Regions from separate parts of the Hordeum vulgare genome. Here region 2 is linked to region 1. The links are chromatin contacts, called in public Hi-C maps. All regions are on one chromosome and are shown on one strand. The core of a region is the stretch at or near the end of the contact, and the rest is flanking DNA. Distances in the headings are between cores, read along the strand shown. Region 1 holds the start of LOC123443495 (peroxidase 1-like). Region 2 has its middle 120 kb from the start of LOC123443496.

Region 1 (6,244 bases), core at 1,030-3,529:
CAATATAGATTTGGGAGCTTAATCATGGCGGGCACAATATATTTGATCCGCGCCGATGAAATAAGACGGGGAGGGAGAGAGTAAAATAATCCAAGAAAATCTGTGGCGCTCCTTGATGAATCCTCACGGCACATTGCACTTGGTCCTGATCTTCCCTTGTCCGTTCTTGAGGGTGAGCACGTCGACGCGGCCCATCTTCTTCATGGACATGGAGAAGGCGGCGTAGAACTTGATGGGGTTGGTCAGGTCGTTGACAATGGTGGCGGCGGCGGCGTTCTGCGTGAGTGCGGCGTCGGAGGCGAGCACCCCCCGCTTGTTCTGCAGGTTGGTGTAGTAGCTGCCGTCGAACTTGAAGGGCGTGGCGCCGTCCAAGTCCACCGTGGACGTCGAGGTGGGACTGTTGGGGCAGGCGTTCATGAGCGTCTTGGCGTACGTGGAGTCGAGCAGTGGGTCGATGCTGGTGGCGTTGCCCTGGTACAGCCTGGGCGTGACGCTGGAGCAGCTGGCCTTGCCGATGGTGTGCGCGCCCGAGAGCGCGACGAGGTCGTTGACATCGAGCCCCTTGGCGGCGAAGCTCTGCAGCAGGCCGTTGAAGCCAGCGGAGGGCGAGGGCAGCGCACCGGTGTTGCTGGCCAGCGAGACGGGGCCGTCCCGGCGGCCGGTCTCGACCTGCCAGAGCGGGGCCTTGAACTGGTAGGAGACGGCGTCGCGGGCGGCGAGCGCGACGATGTCAGCGCAGGAGACGACGCCCGGGCACGCTTTCTCGAGCTGCGCCTTGATGGCGTCGATCACCGGGTAGCCGCCGAGGGAGCCGTTGGGCGGCGCCGTCTTCTCGCTCTGCGCGTTGTCCAGCAGGATGGACGCGTCGCAGCCCTGCATTATCGCATTCAAGGAAACGTCAGCCACACACAGATCGCATATTTGGGGTTTGAAATTTGGATGTGAGCGGGCGCGCGCGGGGCCGACGCAAGAGGCCAAAGCTGCTCCTGCTACCGCCGTACCGGCGCGGCAGCTTTGATAGCTGTCGCGCGCCACCAGCTGGGTGGCACGGCGCGCATGTGAGCGGCGACGCATTGGCCTTGCCCACTCGACTCGGCGCACGGAAAATACTGTACTATGACAAGATTCACCTTGCTCCCCTTGCACTAGTCTAGTCTAGTATTTCTCGTCCTTGTTTTCTTGCTTGGGTGTGTCGCTACGAGCGGAAAGGTGCCGTAATGCTTACGTAGTATACCACGTAAAGGTGCTCCCTCGTGTACATATCAACAGTCAAACTGCCTTGTACGTAGTACTCTCACTACAGGAGGGATTTTTTTATTATTTAAAAGAAAGGAACGAAGCCCCCGACCTCTGCATCTCACTACAGCAGGGATAAAGAAGCTGAAAAGCTAATTAGTAGAAAACCCGCAGTAAAATCTGCTTGGGCAGAGGGAGAAAGGCGATCTGTATGGTATGGTATGCCAGTTTAATTAGAGCGAGGAGCCAGGACTCTTGATTCGAACATGAATGTGGTAGCTAGAAATGGAATCCGCAGTTAATTTGCTGCCGGGAAAAGAAGCGCTTTCCGCGTCGGCCGGCTGGGCACGGGCATGGCGCCGACGGAAGTGGAAGCAAAGACCCACTCCGCTCAGGCTCAGGCTCAGGGAAAGGGAGAAGAGCTGAAGCGGAAGTGGGGGCAGGGCGACGTTAACGAAGGAAGGAAGGAAGGAAGGAACTGACCTTGACGAAGCAGTCGTGGAAGTGCAGCCTGAGTAGCTGGCCGGGGAGGGCCTGGTTGCCGGCGACCTGCGCCCAGGTGATGCTCCGGACGGTGGCCTCCGCGCTGGGGCACGTCGTCCCGTAGAAGTTATAGGACAAGCCCGGGTTGGTGTCCAGGAGCCCCGCGCGGCCGCAGCTCACTAAATGGCCGAGGACCACGACCCCCCACCACGCCACTGCTCGCCGCCACCGCCCTGCTCCTCCGCACACTGATTGCATCCCCATTTCCTTACTCTCTCTCTCTCTTGTTAACTCTTGGGAGCGTCAGTGATCTTGAGATTGTGATGAGACAGAGCTGGAGAAGGGAGGGCGAGAGGGAAGGAAGGAATGCTTTTGGTTTGTGTTTCTGTTCGTGTTTGGCGATGACAGTGTCATTAAGGTGGTGGCTGGGCACCGCCCTTTATAGGCTCGGCAGCCGAGTGCGGGAGTGGCTGTTGTGTTCTGTGCTGCACCTGCACGGCCAGCGGTTGTGGAAAGCAACCGCGGGAGGGGAGGGGAGGGACAAACAAAGGAAGGAGGTCGTCCCGCTCGTCGGACGCGAGTATGGCACCAGTTTTGCGCGCGGGGTGATGTGGCGAAATGGGTAGGTCCCCCGGCCCCCTCCCTAGTTGCAAGCGGTTTGTTTATGGTCTCTCTCCGTTTGGAAGCTGGAGCTGGAGCGCGGCACGGTCATGTGTCCATATTCATCGAGGAGACTGCCAAGCCCCACGCCCCGATTCCGCACAGGACTGGGACGGGACGGGACGGGACGGATGGGTTCCATTCCATTTCCACCTTTGTGCGCGGTGCGGTGCGGCGCAAGTGCATGTGTGCTGCTCGCCATTCGTCACCTACAATGACCTCGCATTGTCTTTAGTCATTTTGCATAGTTATCTTACTAGGACCTGATTAATCATATGCACGTAAAAAAAATTATGTTTGTGTTAATTGGTTGTCTGCATATCCTTTTTTCGGATTATAGCGACGTCTCTATGCATGTGTCTAGTTGCTCATATTGTTTGTACTCGTACAAACGCACCTTGTTTGATTGTATACGAGCATAGAATTATGATAACCTCGTACCCTATTTGATGAGTTTATCCATTACAACTATACCTTACACACGATTACATCGATTACATCGATCACACCAACACCACAACAGTGCAATGATGATGAACTGGACGATGATGCTGAGATTCTTGAGCCCAAACCAATGATCCATCTTGCCTACTTTAATTTTGTTGCATGCTTGCTTTTCGCACAAACTTGGAATACGAATCTCCTGCTCCATGCTTAGTCTTAAACATTTGTGGTTGTTGATGATGTATCCTCACACTTGTTCATTGTAAGCTTCTTATGGACTCTAAACATGGAGCCCTTTCGATGAACATCACATACCATTTCTCCTAAGAGTGCACATAGTTAAAGCAACAAGCAATGGAGCATACAAGCAACAAGTAGTGGAGCATGATGGGGTTACCTACGAGGGGTAGGGTCATGGACCTGCCATCCAAGGCCCACCTAAGGCCCCAGTCGGACGTATGGAGTCACTCGGCCAGTCCTCGGGCCAGTCGGACATGCACCAACACTTGGACCAGGGCGAGAGTGGACGACGAAGGAGCTGCAACCACCAAGGGACTTAACATCTCACATAAAGCCCACTGAAAACCGATGTTACGTGTAACGTTGTAGTTAGAGTTGTTGTTACTAGTAACTTCCATAGTTATTAGCCTTAAACACCCTCGTAATGGGATTCCTCGGACCCACGCGAACTCTATATAAGCCGCCTCGGAGCTCCTCGACAAGGGTACCCATCCCGTGTATTCACACCCCCATAAGCAAACACTAGCCTCTGGGCTCGAACATATGGGTCTTTACCTCTTCCGAGAGGGGTATGAAATCATACATCCGAGTGTTACACCTGCGTCGTAGCTGTTGAGAACGTTGCATGGGAAACAAAAAAATTCCTACGCGCACGAAGACCTATCATGGTGATGACCATCTACGAGAGGGGAGATCGGATCCACATACCCTTGTAGATCGCTAAGCGGGAAGCGTTAAGAAACGCGGTTGATGTAGTGGAACATCGACGCGATCCAAATCATCGTCGTCCCACAATCCATCCCGATCTAGCGCCGAACGGACGACACCTCCGCGTTCAGGACACATATAGCTCGACGATGATCTCTACCTTCTTGATCCAACAAGAGGGGAAGGGGAGGTAGATGAGTTCTCCGGCAGCGCGACGGCGTCACGGCAATGGTGGTAGAGCTATTCCAACTGGGCTTCGCCTAAGCGCTGCTTAAACTAGACTAGAGGAGAAACGAATCTAGAGAGAGGGCATCACGTGGCTGATTGTTGTGTCCAAAACCCTCAAAAACCTCTAGTATATATAGGAGGAGAGGAGAGGAGTTAGCCTTGGCCCCTACTCCAAGGAGAAGGGGTCAGCCGAACCCTAGGAAGATTCCACCTTCCCACAAGGGAGGTGGACTACTTTGGGAGGACTCCTCCTTCCTTTCCTTTTAAAGGTCGTTTGCCTTTTGTATCCTCTTATAGCCGCATGGGCCTTTGAGAGAGGGTTCGGCAAGCCCACCGGGGGCTGGTCCACCTCCTCTCACAGCCCACAAGGCTCTTGGGTCATCACACCCCTCCCGGTGGTCCCCCGGCACCCTCCCGGCACTCCAAGTACACTATCGATGAGCCCGGAACTTTTCCGGTGACCAAAACAGGACTTCCTATATATCAATATTTACCTCCGGACCATTCTGGAGCTCCTCGTGACGTCCAAGATCTCTTCCGGGACTCTGAAAAACCTTTGGTCACCAGCACCTATAACTCAACTATACTGAAACGTCACCGAACCTTAAGTGTGCAGACCCTACGGGTTCGAGAACTATGTAGACATGACCCAGACACTCTCCGGTCAATATACAATAGCGGGACCTGGACGTCCATATTGGATCCTACATATTCTACGAAGATCTTATCGGTTGAACCTCTATGTCAAGGATTCACACAATCCCGTATGTCATTCCCTTTGTCCTTCGGTATGTTACTTGCCCGAGATTCGATCGTCGGTATTGTCATACCAATTTCAATCTCGTAACCGGCAAGTCTCCTTACTCGTTCCATAATACAAGATCACGTGGCTAACTCTTTAGTCACATTGCTTGCAAGGCTTGTTTGTGATGTTGTATTACCAAGTGGGCCCCGAGATACCTCTCCGTCACACGGAGTGACAAATCCTAGTATTGATCCATGCCAACTCAACGGACACCTTCGGAGATACCTGTAGAGCACCTTTATAGTCACCCAGTAACGTTGCGACATTTGATACACACAAGGCATCCCTCCGCTGTCAGCGAGTTACGTGATCTCATGGTCATAGGAATGTATACTTGACATGCAGAAAACAATAGCAACAAAATAATACGATCAAATGCTACGTTTATAGTTTGGGTCTTGTCCATCACATCATTCTCCTAATGATGTGATCCTGTTATCAAGTGACAACACTTGTCTATGGCTAGGAAACCTTAACCATCTTTGATCAACGAGCCAGTCAACTAGAGGCTTGCTAGGGACAGTATTTTGTCTATGTATCCACATATGTATTTATGTTTCCATTCAATACAATTATGGCACGAATAATAAACGATTATCTTGAAACAGGAAATATAATAATAAATATTTTATTATTGCCTCTAGGGCATATTTCCAACAATCTCCAACTTGCACTAGAGTCAATAATCTAGTATCACATCTCTATGTGATTTACAATGTAACAAATTTAACACCCATACAGTTCTGGTGTTGGTCATGTTTAGCTCATGGAAGAGGCTTAGTTAGCAGGTCTACAACATTCAGATCCGTGTGCACTTTGCAAATATTTATGTCCTCCTCCTTGATGTACTCGCGGATGGCATTGAAGCGTCGCTTTATGTGTCTGGTCCTCTTGTGAAACCTTGGTTCCTTGGCTAGAGAAATGGCACCAGTGTTGTCACAGGACAAATTTAATGGACCCAGTGCGCTCGGCACAACTCCAAGATTTGTCATGAACTGCTTCATCCACACACCCTCCTTAGCCGCCTGTGAGGCAGCTATGTACTCCGCTTCGCATGTAGAATCAGCTACGCCATTCTGCTTGGAACTGCACCAGCTTACCGCACCCCCATTAAGAACAAACACGTATCCCGTTTGTGACTTAGAGTCACTCGGATCAGTGTCCAAGCTTGAATCAATGTAACCTTTTACGACGAGCTCTTCGTCACCTCCATAAACGAGAAACATTTCCTTAGTCCTTTTCATGTACTTTAGAATATTCTTGACTGCTGCATAGTGCTCCACTCATGGATCACTTTGAAACCTGTCTGCCATACTTATGGCAAGGCTGACATCCGGTCTTGTGCACAACATTGCATACATGATAGACCCTATGGCTGAAGCATAGTGGACGACACTCATCTTTTTTTCTATCTTCTACAGTTACTCGGCCTTGAGTCTT
Region 2 (6,244 bases), core at 2,525-5,024, 200 kb before region 1:
ATAGGTCTTGACTTGATCTTCCCCGGCAACGGCACGAGAAATCTTGACTACTCGTGAGTGCATTGGTTTCCCTCCAAGCTTAAAGGGTGATGTAGCACAGCGACGACATGTATTTGCCTTAGTTAAGAAACCAAGGTATCAATCCATTAGGAAGATCCACAAGACTATGTAAGCAACACATGCACACAAAATAGCAAATCCTCGCAACCCAATGCGGAGAGGGGTTGTCAATCCCTTGTAGGTAAACTAAGGATAGATTGATAGATGCATATAAGATTGATAGCAAATAGAACACAACAAGGTATTTTTGGGTTTTTTGATAATACAGATCTGAAAACAAAAGAGGAAATAAAGTAGAAAAGAAAATAGCAAAGTAGAGATTGCAAATATATGATGTGAAGTAGACCCGGGGGCGTAGGTTTCACTAGTGGCTTCTCTCGAGAAAAATAGCAAGCCGTGGGTAGACAAATTACTATTGAGAAATTGATAGAAAAGAAAATAATTGTGATTATATTCATGACAACGATCATGTATATAGGCATCACATCCAAAATTAGTAGACCGACTTCTGCGTGCATGTACTTCTATTACTCCACACATCGATCGCTATCCAGCATGCATCTAGTGTATTGAGTTCATGGAGAAACGGAGTAATGCCTTGAGAACGATGACATGATGTAGACAAGATCTATTCATGTAGGAATAGACCCCACCATTTTATCCTTAATGGCAATGATACATGTGTGTCATGTCTCTTCCTGTCACTGAGATTGAGCATCGCAAGATTGAACCCATCACAAAGCACATCTTCCCATTGCAAGATAGAATATCAAGTTGGCCACACAAAAACCAAATATCAGAAAAGAAATACGAGGCAATAATAATCAAGCATGAATATGTTTTCATAGATCTGACCATAAACTCACAATTCATCGGATCCCAACAAACACACCGCAAAAGAAAGAGTTACATCATATGGATCTCCAAGAGACCATTGTATTGAGAAACGAAACGAGAGAGAAATCCACCTAGCTACTGCCTACAGACCCATAGGTCTGATTTGAACTACTCACACATCATGGGAGGAGCACCAATGGAGATGGTGAACCCCTACATGATCGTGTTCTTCTCTGAAAAATGCTCTAGATTGGTTTTCGTGGCTCTGGAACTTGCAGCAGCTCAAACAATTTTTCGTCGACTCCCCTAGGGTTTCTGAAATATTAGGGTATTTATAGAGCTCAGAGGCAGTGCAGAAGCTTTGGGAGTGCCCCACTAAACACCAGGCTGCACCAGAGGCCTCTGGCGCCGTGGTGTCTAGTGGGCCCCCCTGGGCCTTGGCTGCTGCTCAATCTTGGCCCCCAAGTTTTCTTTTATTCCAAAAAAATCTTCGTAAAGTTTAGTCGAAATTGGACCTCATGTGATATGGATTTTTTTGCAAAGGAAAAAAACAGCAACTCCCACTAGACACTATGTCAATAGCTTAGTCCCAAAAATTATATAAAATTGCTACAAAATGACTATAAAACAACCAAGAATGATAATATAACAGCATAGAACAATCAAAAATTATAGATACGTTGGAGACGTATCAATCACCCCCGCCATCCCCGATTCAGACGGCGCCATTGTTGGATCCGTTGGAGATCGACATGGTAGGCTAGATGGCGATGAAGCAACATCTCGTGACAGATGCTCGCCAACGACAACCTCATAGCCATGTAAAAATGGATCCGAAGTTCGCTAAGATGAAGCTCGCCATCGACTAATCCTTCGAGTCCCTCCCAAGAACGAGGAAGCAAGGGTGGCTTACCCGGAGAAGCAACGTCGGTTGCAGCAGACGACACATGAGATCGCCTCTTTCTTCGCATCCATTCCTTCCAACGACGATGAGAGCGAGATGTTCTGGCCTCTAGCTCTTGCAAGGGTGTGATGTTTTCTGCCAATGGGCATGAGAGGGGTTTATGAATATTTGTGCTAAAACTAATATTTATATATTACTTGGCAATTTCAAAGGTTATTTTTGGCTTCCCAATTTGGGTGAAAAGTGTGACATTTTTTATGAACAGTGTGTGGTCAAATAAAAAATTATCTTATATTATAATTATCACGCCAAGCGGGATTACTATTTGTGCATCCAGAATTCTTGAGTCAAGTTTATTCCATAAGTGTCCATTATATCTACCTATATACGGTATTACCCTTTGTTTCAAGTAAATTTACATGTGTCATCTCTAAACCTTCAAATAAACATATGTTTAGTGTGTGTGCACTACTCGTGAAGCTACGGGGCGGTAAGTATATTCCATGCTAAGTGAATTATTTTCATAATGAATGTTTATTCACTTGTCATTGCACGAGAGAGGTTGATAATTGGAATGCCCAATCCTACTCAAACATAATAATAATAAATAATAAAATAAAACTACCTCTGGAAAGTTGATTGTTTGGAGGACATCCGTGAATTCAGCTAGCCATGCCTTGTGTTTGTACGGTTGAGGGGGGGGTAAACTTTTCATTTCCGCATGGAAACCGTCAATAATGTGTTAAACATGAAACATGTTGAAAATTCATTATCGTGACGTTTACAGGAAAAGCACATCACTCAAGGACAAGCATATCATATCTAATGTGATATGTCTTCAACGAATCTATAATTTAATAAAGCTATTTATAAAAAAAACTTTCTGATATTTGTCAAGAGTGTGGCATTTTTTATTTTCTGATTTTTTTCATGGCATACCTCAAACAATAAATAAATATATTTATAGTGGACCTTGGGCCAAATGGGGTCCCAAAAAAATTAAGGAGCTGACATAGGGGCGCGCTTTTGACAGGCAGGCCATGGTGGTTGCAGGCCGGGGTTGCCCGGCCTCAAAGGGCCACCATCCTCGACACCTCCGGCACGCACAACGGCCCTTAGGTTAGCAATGCTGCACTTTTCAAGCGCAGGACTGAAACAACCCGTGAACAAACGGGCCCTGTATAAACGCCACCTCAGTCAACTCCTGCCCCCCAAAGCATGGGGTGACAGGCCCGAACTACCAGGCCCGGCGATGAAAAAGGCACGCCGCTAATTTTAAGTCCGGTTTGAGTGACTCAAATTTCCGATGTGGGATTAATAATTTGTACTTGTAATAGTACGGAGTAGTGCGCACAAAGTATCGTGCATAACCGCTGCTCCGGAATCCAGCATGATTGGATACACAGGTAATCGCGACCCGAGGCTCATGATTGCCCGTTCAGCCGCGACCGAATACTGGTAATGAGCGGGACTGATGGTGATTTTCCCGCTTAATTCCCCAACAGCGACGAGCACGAGCTGCCAGCCTCCGCTGGCCAGCATGAACGCACCCATACCCATGTGCCACCATATTTCCGTCGAGAGCGACTGGGGGTGGTGCAGTGCCGGTTCGCGAGCCAGAACGAAGCACGGTCCAAATCTCGCAGATATACATGGCTTCCAACCTGGGTGAATGCGACAGCGCCGTGCATGCCGATGCTTGTGCTGTGACCGGTTTCGGTTCAATCAATGGCCCAGGCTCCACGTCCACTAGCGCGGAGCTAGGCATCAGTTGGTTCCGTTGCGCCCGACGGGGACACCAACAAGGTAAAGTTGCCACCCAGCTCGATCGGATCTTTGTTTAGCCTGAGCTGATGGAAACAACGGCCAAGACAAGATCGCTCTTATCCCATCACGAGTTAGCCTAGTGACTTGGAGGCAGGAAATCCATCACGAGCACATGGGGTGCGCACATCGGGCACTCGCTAGCTCCGTGTGAATGTGATCTAGGCCTGGTCTGGTTCATGTTCTCGGCCGAGTCACGGGCGCCGTGTCGTGCCCATCGGCATCAAACAACATGCACGCCTCGATCAATCGTTTCACGCATGGCCGCTAGTACTAGCTGCTAGCTAAAGCCAGCTACGCAGCTGACTGATCCGACGCGGAGAACGGGCCCTACGTTGCGTACAGAAAAGGAAATTATCTTACAAATGGCCCCTCGAGGAAGACTCTTATTTTCTTACTTGACTCCTTTGTTCAGGCGTGACCGTACGACATGTAACGTAAACGTATAACGTGATTTATAGAAAAGCATAGATAGACTATGACTTGTTCATGCCTTGACGTATACTTCAAGATGATCATGTATTCATATATGTGTGCCCACGAGGCTCAAGCAATACAACAACTATTCCAGCAATCCATATTTTCCCGTTCAATATGGTATCTGCCGCAAGTTCCTAGACCTAGCCGGCGCACCACTACTTCGACACCACTGCGCCCATGACTAACTCGGCGCCTCCTTGCGCCTGCGGCTCCACGGCGACTTCCTCGACACCGGCTACCCCGACTTGACATCGACCATGGCGTTCTTCGCACGACTACCTCGACCACGGCTACACCACCCTACGCTCTCGGCTACCTCGACCAACGCACAAAGGGCTACCGCCTTGCTTGAGCAACCTCATCGGTTTCCACTCTGGCCACAACTTCCACGATGCATCGACCGTTACGACTGTGGGGGATGACCGTCGGCTTACCTTAGGATTCTTCTCCAGTCTCACCGTGTGCGTCGTTACCGTTGTGACTGCGGGGGGATGTTGAGTAACGTGATTGTTTAAGAAAGCATATATAGACTAGGACTTGTTCCTGCCTTGACTTGTACTCGAAGATGATCATGTACTCCTATATATATGCCCACAAGGCTTAAGGAATACAACAACTATTCCACCAATCCCTATTCTCCCGTTCAATAGTATGCACGCCTTTCTCTTAGACGGCTTTGACCGGTAGAAGTCCATGATCGTCGGTCACGCTATCAGCGTGGAGCCGCCCTGAAGTGTCGGATGAAATGACGCTATCAAAGTTCTTATGTCACGTCTTGTAGTTAGGCGTTGTCGACCCTTGAAACATCATTTTCCTAGGCGTTGTTGAATCGGAACACATTTGTTTCATAAGCGTTGATATCTACAAAATTGTATCGTCTCGCTTTCTATCTGCGCCTCTACTGTCTTGATTACCCGCTGTATATACCGGCGCATTTTATTTGCAAGAGTGTCTACCATATTTGACACACGTTAGACCATCTAATATTGAGTAGTGGTATCATTACTCTAGGAGTATCTAGATGAATTGGCACCTTTTGATTGTTTAAATATTGTTGCCCTTGCATCACCCATCCATAGCCCCCCTCCCCTCCCGCAAAAGCATCATTTTTGCTCTCCTCAGCCTCTTCCACTCTCAATCTGAATCCATCAAGGAAGGATGTCATCGTCATTGACCATCAAGGACGTCCTCAATCCCTGTGTCCGTCGGAGCTTGTTCGCATCCGCATCTACGAAGCAAGTATTTGCCTATGTTGTCTTCGTCAACTCAGTTTTTCAGGTCTACAACATGAATTTCTTCTGTAGGCATTAGTCCATGCTGTAAATCTTGTAAAAGTTCATTAAATGTGGAGATGGATAATCTTCGAATGGTCCGGTGCATTGTGCATAAATCATCTTTCTGTCAACTAGAACCTGAGCCATGGCTAGAAGACTCGATCACCATTTATAATTTGAGAGAGAAGCTTGTGGAACATGGTTTACTCTGTAATGATTTCATTTACTATTGAAGCAGGGATTACCCAAGTGACGGGATCAAGTGGAACTTCAGCACCAAGAATAAGTTCACCTCAGGTCACAAGAGGATGTTGGAGTCAAGTAATGAGATGGTGATGAGGAACCCTAGGTAAGGGTCAGGTTCAGTTCAAGTGGGTGGTTGCCGAGCTTCAGCTCAAGTGGGTGGTTGAGGTTAAACACCGGTGAGAGGATGAGTTTGACCGAACTCACTGACAACGGCACAATCGGGAAGATGATCAAAGAATACGAACCATTTTCAGTTGGTTGAATTGCATTGTTACAATAGACCAGATTGGCTTTTAGTTGCTCCAACTACAAAAGTTGATGCTTTTAACAACTCTTAATTTCATATTTGAAGTTGTTTCATTATGATTTTTCATTGATTTAGAACGTGTACGCCCTGTTGTGTGAAAACTCTAAACTTTCCATTGCGGTGCTATAATGTTATGATTTGTGCTATTCATGTTCTTTTACGTTCAATGTGTTTGTAATTACGATAGGGTATCATTCAAATAACAGTTTATTCCCTCTCTTCATACTGAACAAAGTATATCGTTACATGCACGTGAATCGAGTCTAACTCGCTAGGTCTTTTCTCGCCTTTTCCGAACGCACCACTCTTTGA

Evidence for each region. A called contact is a pair of places that touch in the nucleus more often than the background predicts.
Region 2: a Hi-C map of leaf shows a contact between it and region 1, with 5 times the contacts expected there. The contact joins the enhancer-like site here to the promoter of LOC123443495 in region 1. A contact is called at or near these places in 2 of 6 Hi-C or Micro-C datasets (leaf and seedling).

What each region holds. Positions count from the first base shown.
Region 1 is chr3H:195,826,467-195,832,710 of MorexV3_pseudomolecules_assembly, reverse strand. It overlaps LOC123443495 (peroxidase 1-like), which reads right to left and starts at 2,279. Exons shown (of 2, transcript XM_045119879.1): 1 at 1,720-2,279; 2 at 1-873. The coding sequence starts at 1,983. The coding sequence ends at 124.
Region 2 is chr3H:196,028,766-196,035,009 of MorexV3_pseudomolecules_assembly, reverse strand. No RefSeq gene overlaps it. Among protein-coding and RNA genes, the nearest start is that of LOC123443496, 120 kb to the right of the region's middle. Within about 2 kb of position 3,774, at least 3 of the 3 cell types and tissues checked have open chromatin away from gene starts, as enhancers often do. A contact at or near this core is called in leaf and seedling, where this site is marked.